Regions from separate parts of the Mus musculus genome. Here region 1 is linked to region 2. A link is a contact called in public targeted proximity ligation data. All regions are on one chromosome and are shown on one strand. The core of a region is the stretch at or near the end of the contact, and the rest is flanking DNA. Distances in the headings are between cores, read along the strand shown. Region 1 holds the start of Pgm5 (phosphoglucomutase 5). Region 2 has its middle 21 kb from the start of Tmem252.

What was found.
Region 1: a targeted proximity ligation map of heart atrium shows a contact between it and region 2, with 10 times the contacts expected there. A contact is called at or near these places in 14 of 39 promoter capture datasets (the 3T3-L1 cell line, the HPC-7 cell line, cranial neural crest and 10 more), 6 of 484 Hi-C or Micro-C datasets (the G1E-ER4 cell line, the HL-1 cell line, bone marrow-derived macrophages and 3 more), 14 of 130 datasets of targeted methods (bone marrow-derived macrophages, embryonic basal ganglia, embryonic forebrain and 8 more) and 4 of 9 other capture datasets (adipose tissue, liver, macrophages and 1 more).

What each region holds. Positions count from the first base shown.
Region 1 is chr19:24,860,429-24,863,929 of GRCm38.p6, forward strand. Pgm5 (phosphoglucomutase 5) reads right to left here and starts at 1,414. Exons shown (of 11, transcript NM_175013.2): 1 at 1,101-1,414. The coding sequence starts at 1,361.
Region 2 is chr19:24,651,349-24,655,049 of GRCm38.p6, forward strand. No RefSeq gene overlaps it. Among named protein-coding and RNA genes, the nearest start is that of Tmem252, 21 kb to the right of the region's middle.

The sequences.
Region 1 (3,501 bases), core at 164-2,663, 210 kb after region 2:
AATGAAAACAGAGAGAGAGGGGTGGAATGGCCAGAATCCACAGGACAGGTAATTATCTGCTTTCACTTTTAAAGATGGACATCGGCAAGAGATTGCACTCAGGTAAAGTTTCATGGGTGTGGATCTGATCGCGTTCACCAGGCTCAAATGACTTTTGGAAACTTCCTACAGATAATTCAGAGACCCACCCCCCCCTAAAGTTTGCTAGTCACAAGTTTGGGTAACTAGATTTGGGGCTAAGCAGGGGTGGGGAGAGCAGGATGGATTTACCATTTAAGGGGGTGCTTCTGTCTGTAGGGTAGGGAAGAGGGAGCAGACAGAAAGAAACTCAAAGTCTAAGAATCAAGGTTGCAGAAAAAAACTGCAGAGGTCTTAGAAGGGAGAGAGAATGAGGATGCAGATGGGAAGGAAGAGGACCGGCTGGTCAATGCTGAAGGCATCTTGGAGGGGCGATAGGAATTGCGTTAAGAATGCTGCTGCGAGTCTCACTTACATCCTTTAGAGACCTCCTGGGAACTGAGAGCCAAGGTTGCAAAGCCCCCAAAATCATCCAAACCATTCCTGTCCCAATCAAAGTCACCACTAAAGGACCACTGGGCTAGAGTGAAGTGTTGGGGCCCAGTCTTGACAAATAGCACATGGTTCAATACTGGAGTGTGCCCACGCAGATAATTGTTAAAATTTGGCAGCTATGATTTGGAGAGAGAGGATTACGGCAATAATAATAATAATAATAATAATAATAATAATAATAATAATAATAATAAATAGAATAAAAGAATACCGGAGTGAGATTATATTGGCAGACTCGAAAAAAGTCTGTGTAGGGAGGTGGGCAATAAATCGCTTGGAGGAATACGGGACACCCAAGGCTGTGATGGAGTGGAAAATGGATGCAGAACGAATACAGCAGAAAGTACAACAGGTGCCGGAGAAGCCTAAGTTTCCAGCCCAGGGGCTTTGAGAAGAGCAGCTCCTCTAAGGCCAGTGTCCCACTGTGCCTAGTGGCTGCCAGTGCGCCCGGGTGGGAAGCTGGAAAGAGCACAGGGAGGTGACCAGGGTGTGGAGACCCCGCAAACCGGGGCGTGAGAGTCACTCACCCCATTGGCCGCAGCCATCTGCACCACGATCTCAGTAGCCGTCCTGCTGAAGTACCTGCCGTCGCTGCCCACCACCATGGTGCAACCCTGACGGTCGCGCAGGTCGATGGACGACAGCACACTCTGGATGAAGTTGGGCAGGTAGTTGCGCTGGCCCTCGAAGAGCCCTGTGGGCCGTCGCAGCCCGCCGCCACCGGTCGGCCGCTGGTCCTCATAGGGCGCCGTGGGCACCGTCAGCACTGGGATGGGGCTCCCCTCCATGGCGCCGCTGGCCGGTCCTGCCGCGGCTGCGGGAGCCTCGGGGATCTGCCGCCCTCCCGGGCCCCCGCGGTCTGGCCTTGCTCCCGGCTCCGCCTTGCGCCCTCCCCGCCCCTCTCCACCCTCCCGTCGCTACTCTCGGATTGTCCCCCTCAACGTCCCAGAGTGGAGTCTGCCTCCACCTTCAGATAGTTTTCTGCAGCCCAGCTCTTTTCCAGAGGATCGCCCAGCTGTCCTCAATTCCTTTCCCCAGCTCGCCTGACTTTGGGAGTGTCTCAAAGCCAAGCTCTAGGACCAGCTCCTGTGTCCCCAGCCACACCACACTCTTGAGTCCAGTGCCCCGACTCAGCCTTCCAGCTCCTCCAGAGGCCCACTCTCCACTAGAAGACAGCCTGGCACTGGAGTCTGAGCTAGCCAGGGGCCTAGCCCACAGCCCTCTCTCCCCACACCCTGAGTCTGCTTAGCTCAAGTGCAAGTTTCTCTCCCTAGTAAGGACAGAGAGGGAGGTGGGAGGGGGCTAAAACCTTTTGCCATCAGAGAACAGCCCTAGCCAAAAATAACCCTGGAAAGGAGAGCTGAGAATTGTTAGGCTCTGCCAGAGGTGAAACTGAAGGCTGGGCAGTGAGTGTGTGTGTGAGTGTGTGTGTGTGTGTGTGTGTGTGTGTGTGTGTGTACACTCAGCAGGAACATTTGTTGTGCAGAATCATACCCTGTCGGCCCCTTTAGTCCACAGGACCTACCCCAGCATCTACATTTGTAGCATCTCTCCAGGTGGGAGTTTTGTTTTGTTTTGTTTTGTTTTGTTTTGTTTTCATTGTTGTTGTAACTGCAACAAACACATACTTTCTTATTCTTTTCCTGCTTGTCCTTCCTACACATCTGCTTAGAAATCGGCTTCCCTCACACTGCATCTGTCCACGCTACCGAACTCTGGATAAAATACTTTCGGTAGGCGATTAAAACGCACTTAATGTCCACCAGGAATGAATGAACGAAGCCAACTGAAACAAAGGTGAGGTGCCACCTACTGTGCTTGGCCCCCTTGCCTGAAGCCTTTCTTTCTGATCCTCCTCAAATCCAAAACCAGGAAAATCTTCATATAGAGAGGAGTGAAAAGGGAGGGAATTAAAGGGGGGGGTGGGGACTGAGCTCGGCACACGGCTGTGAACCCAACCATCTACAGTGTGTGGAGAGACAGAGGACAAAGCAGAGAAAGCTTCGCAGGAGGTGTGGGACTAGAGTAATTCCCAAGATTCAATGCAATGGGAAAGGAGGGAAAGGGAGGCAGGCCAGCTTCATAAGCACCAAGGCTGGCACGTCCTTCATCCCCCGTCCTAGGTGGGCAGAGATAAGAACCCAGTCCTAGTCTCCAGGCTGGATGCTCCTGTGCTGAGCTCAGCTTCTTTACAAGGTGAGTCAAGAGAAATGGGGTGCTCTCTGACCTAGGGATGCCTCTCTGCCTTCTCTGAGTCACTAGCACCACCCCGAAGTCTTGGTGTGAAACAGGAGCACCTGTGTTGCCTTTCTTCTTCAGTATCTCCTTGCTGCTGAGACAGCACCAACCACCATCTTTACACCAAGCATACGCCAAACTCAGCAAGACCTGTGTTTCCCCAGTGAGATCCTGGGATAAAGCAACTGTTGAAAGCCGTCATCCCCATTCCATTCTTATAGGACCATAGAGCACGTTCGTGCATTGAAGACCTTGGAGGCTCTGCGGTAAAGAGCCTGCTTCAACTTCACTCTGGCATTCCAACTCTTATTTAACCTTGGGGTCCTTATCTGAGACACCAATGAACACAGATCAAAGAGTGTTCCACAGGTTGCTTTATGTCTCAGGGCCACGTCCAATGACGTCATTCTGTCTTCTCTTTTGAACCATTAACATATTAATCTTATCCATATTCCAATTAGGAACTTATCAGATTATAGGAAAGGCAGCAGGTCGAGCTGACAGAATCTAGGTGTGTTTCTGCATGCTTATAACCCCAGCCCGAGGCAGGAGGATCAGGAAGCAGGGCTTCACTGGAAGCCCTTGGAAACAGTTTGGAAAAAGATCGGATTCCGTTAGATCAGGACATGAAGCACTTTGATGAGACTATTTCTGAAATTTTAGAACGTTCATACTCCGTGTCTCTGACGT
Region 2 (3,701 bases), core at 1,058-3,557:
GAGGTGATGCTATGAACCCCATCTCTGAGTAGCAGATGGGTGCTAGTATTTAGTTTCTTCAAACACTAAAGACCACTGAGGGCATGGCTGCCTGGGGAGGCAGGGACCTTCCAAGTCACAGACACGGCTTATGTCCCAGGCCTTAGCCCAGGAATCTGTATCCCTATAGCAAGAGAAGGCTGGTGACATCAGGGCCTTCCCAATATGCACCTCTTGGTCTCCTTTTCTAAAATCAGCTGCCTGAAAATATTCATCTCAATATCCGATAAATGAGAGGTGTCCTGCTGATGCTAGGTCCAGAGGTTTATTCTGTTTGCCCCTTAGCTCTGTGGCTCCCAGGGGAAATCAGAAGAACTCCACAAAGCAGGCTGGAAGGCACTGAGCTGAGAACTGCCTTCCAGCTCCAATACTCACTCTCTGGCTTTGATCTAGTTCCTCAAAGGAATGACCATGTTCAATACCACAGTCCTATCCTCCCAAATCCTTCCCAGGCTCTTTCATCTTCTAACAGCTCTGCATGGAAGCCATTATTAAGCTAACTTCGTTCATGGACAAATTATTTGCCCAAGGCTTTTGAGGGAGCCAGGATCAGGCTCCAATTTAAAAGAAGCAAATCTTGCCTCTGGTACCCAGAAATAAAAGATGACTCTCAACGTTTCTCTGACTGTGAGCATTGCAACTCATGTTGATCTTATTTGATGCACAGTTTTTTGTTTTGTTTTGTTTTGTTTTGCTTTGCTTTGCTTTGCTTTGCTTTGCTTTGCTTTGTTTTTGAGGTGGCTTAATCCTGACTTTCTATATAATTGTGTTTCTAGAGCTAAGAATCATGTACAATGAAACAGCTGTCAAATATGTGACACAGTTTAATTTATTAGCTGCAGAGAAGTTGCTGGAAAGCTTGGAGGGAAAGCAGATGGATATATATATATATATATATATATATTTCTGTTCCTATGAATCTGAGGGACTTTCCTATAAGAAATTATAGGTTGTTATTTTCCTTGTTGTATCTTTACTCAGACAGATGGCATAAGACAGGGAGCAAGAATTCTAGGTTTCCATGGCAATCACTGGAAAAACCTGGGCCTCTTTGCAGCGATGGCAGGAGCAGTCTTCAGATCAAAGGTGATATTGGAGGACTCTCTGTAACTTGGCAACTCCTACTGACTGCAGGCCAATCAAATGTCTCCTTTACAGCCTCATGGCACTAAAGACATGCCAGCTCGTTGGGAAAGAGTCAGAGATGTCAAAGATAGCAGACGTTGTCTTTTCTTCCTGAGAGCATTGAGTGACTATGTGAATAACACAGGAGCTTTAGGGAGACCCACAGATGCGTCATTACCAAGGCTTTTTGCCTTAAGCGGCAGTCATCCAGTTAAGCAGTGGCAAGAATTAAATCCTTATAAACTCAGTTAATGATCGACCTCTTTATTTATGTACCATATCAAAGGCATCAGAGCTCTGTGGCTGAGGGGATGGGCTCTGAACCAAGGCATCAAGCTCTGTGCTGAGAGTATGGGCTCTGAGCCAGACTGCCTTAGTTCAAATCCCAGCACTGCAAGTTTCTTTAGTGGGGTGACTCTGACTAAGCTACCTGACTTTGCTTTGTTTTAGTTTCTTCATCTGGAATGGTGGCAGTAATGAAGACATTTAGCTCACAGGGCTGTTGAGAGGGCAGTATTAGTTAATAAGTACTGAAGTCTGGTCTGGTGGCTCAGCCTGGGGTCCCAGATGCTTAGAAGGCTAAGAGAGGGGGATCACATGTTCAAGGCTATCCTTGTGTTCAATTCCCCGTAGCTCCTCTAACCACAACCACAACAAAGCCAGAACAACCAACAATAAACAAAATGGAAAGCGCTTGCAACAGGCTATGTGCTCAATATCTGTTAACTATTAGCAAAGGTAAAAAACAAAACAAAACAAAACAAAACAAAACAAAACAAAACAAAACAAAACAAACAGCCCTGTTCACTAAGGTTCTAAAGGCAGCACTGACCGGAGGGAGGGAAGGTCAGGGTATTGTTGGTACTGCTACTGTGCTCTGTGAATGCCTGCTGGAAGCACAGGGCTGGCACATACCCAGGTCTCAAAGTCTGTGGTTTGTGGAGTCCTGCATCCTCTCTAATTTCTCTGAGGTGAGTACAGTGAATCTCTATACCCATGGCCGAGGCTGGCCAGGCTCTGCAATATGAGTCCCTTGCTGCACCATGGGTTCCCACAGTTCTCCATATTACCAGTTCAAGGAAGCAGAATCAAGCCGCTAGGGACGGAAGCTTCTGTCGCCAGGAGGCAACATAAACCTTTGCTATTTTAAAGTTGCTTCTCTCGGGTGTTCTGCCATAGTGATAAAGGTCTCATGGTAGCAGAGGGATGGAGAGGTGATGAAAATTCCTCTCCATTGGTATTTCCACGGTTTGATTTTCCACCAGGGCGGAGGAGAAGCGTCTGCCTTCTTTACTTTGCCCAGACTGAAAGCAGCTGACACCTGTCTCAGCACTCGAGAAGGAGGCTCATGAGTTCAGAGGTCAGCTCGGGCTACGAGACTCTAAAAATAAATAAATAATATAAATTAATGAGTGGAGTTAAACGGGATCAGATTCTATGCTTCTTAGCCTCTGGGAGTTGCTGTGAAGTCTAGACGAGATAACACATATACAGCCAGTCGCCATCGACACAGCAAGAGCTCAATAGATATTATTAAAATAAGTTTTGTTTACTTAAGAAGGCGACTTTTGAAATTCCTCTAGGAACGCAAGAAGCAGCATCTGGTTGATCCTTGCTCTGCTTGTTTTTACTAGATTTTTTTTTTTTAAGCCTCAGTGCAGTCCCTGCATGTGAAGAAACAATTATCAGCTGTCCTCCAACCATCCATCTCCCACTGATTGTCACTTGGAACTCTTTCCCATAGAAACGATGCTATAAATAGAGTCGGTTCCCAGAGGGACTTTCACATTCTTTCAAAATGGTAGGATGGCTAAAATAGTCATTGATGGAGCAGGGAATGCTGAATTCCACATCACCACCTGGGCCTCTCATCGTGCCAAGCTCCCCTGGCTCAAGGTGACTCTGGGTAACACTGAACCCTAAGTCTTTGGGAGACATTGATTGGCCAGGATTGGTGGGTTAGGAGCCCATCTGATGACAACACTCATGTGCAGCAATGCCTGCTCTTACCGACAGCCTGTAAATCAGACCCCAGTGGGATTGAGATTATCTTACTATGATTAAGGCTGTCTCATACCCCATGGTGTTGGGTACTGGGGCCCAGAGAAAGATAATGGTAACTCCTGAATCTGGAGGATTTTTTTTTTTTTAAAGCATGCTGACCTATTTGGTCTAGAGAAAATGAAAAGACTTTAAAGATTTGTACCCAAAGTCAAGAGCAAGACCCTCTCCACACGTTCCTTTATCTTGATCAAGACCAGACTATAAAGGGAGCACAATTGTCTTCTATCAGGAAATGGACACTATCTAGCCAGAAAGTCCAGAGGATACTAGCCATATGGCCATGGATTCCCCTTACTAAATAATGTCTGCCGCTTGCACTCACTCAGACTCTAAACAGAGTTTGTCTGGACCACCCCTCCTTCTACTTATAACCCTCACAACTATTCACACTCATATGTTCCCTCCTTCTAGAATGTATACATTTTAAAATTATATTCAGGATGTAAATGGCCACACCCAATACTGCCTCCATC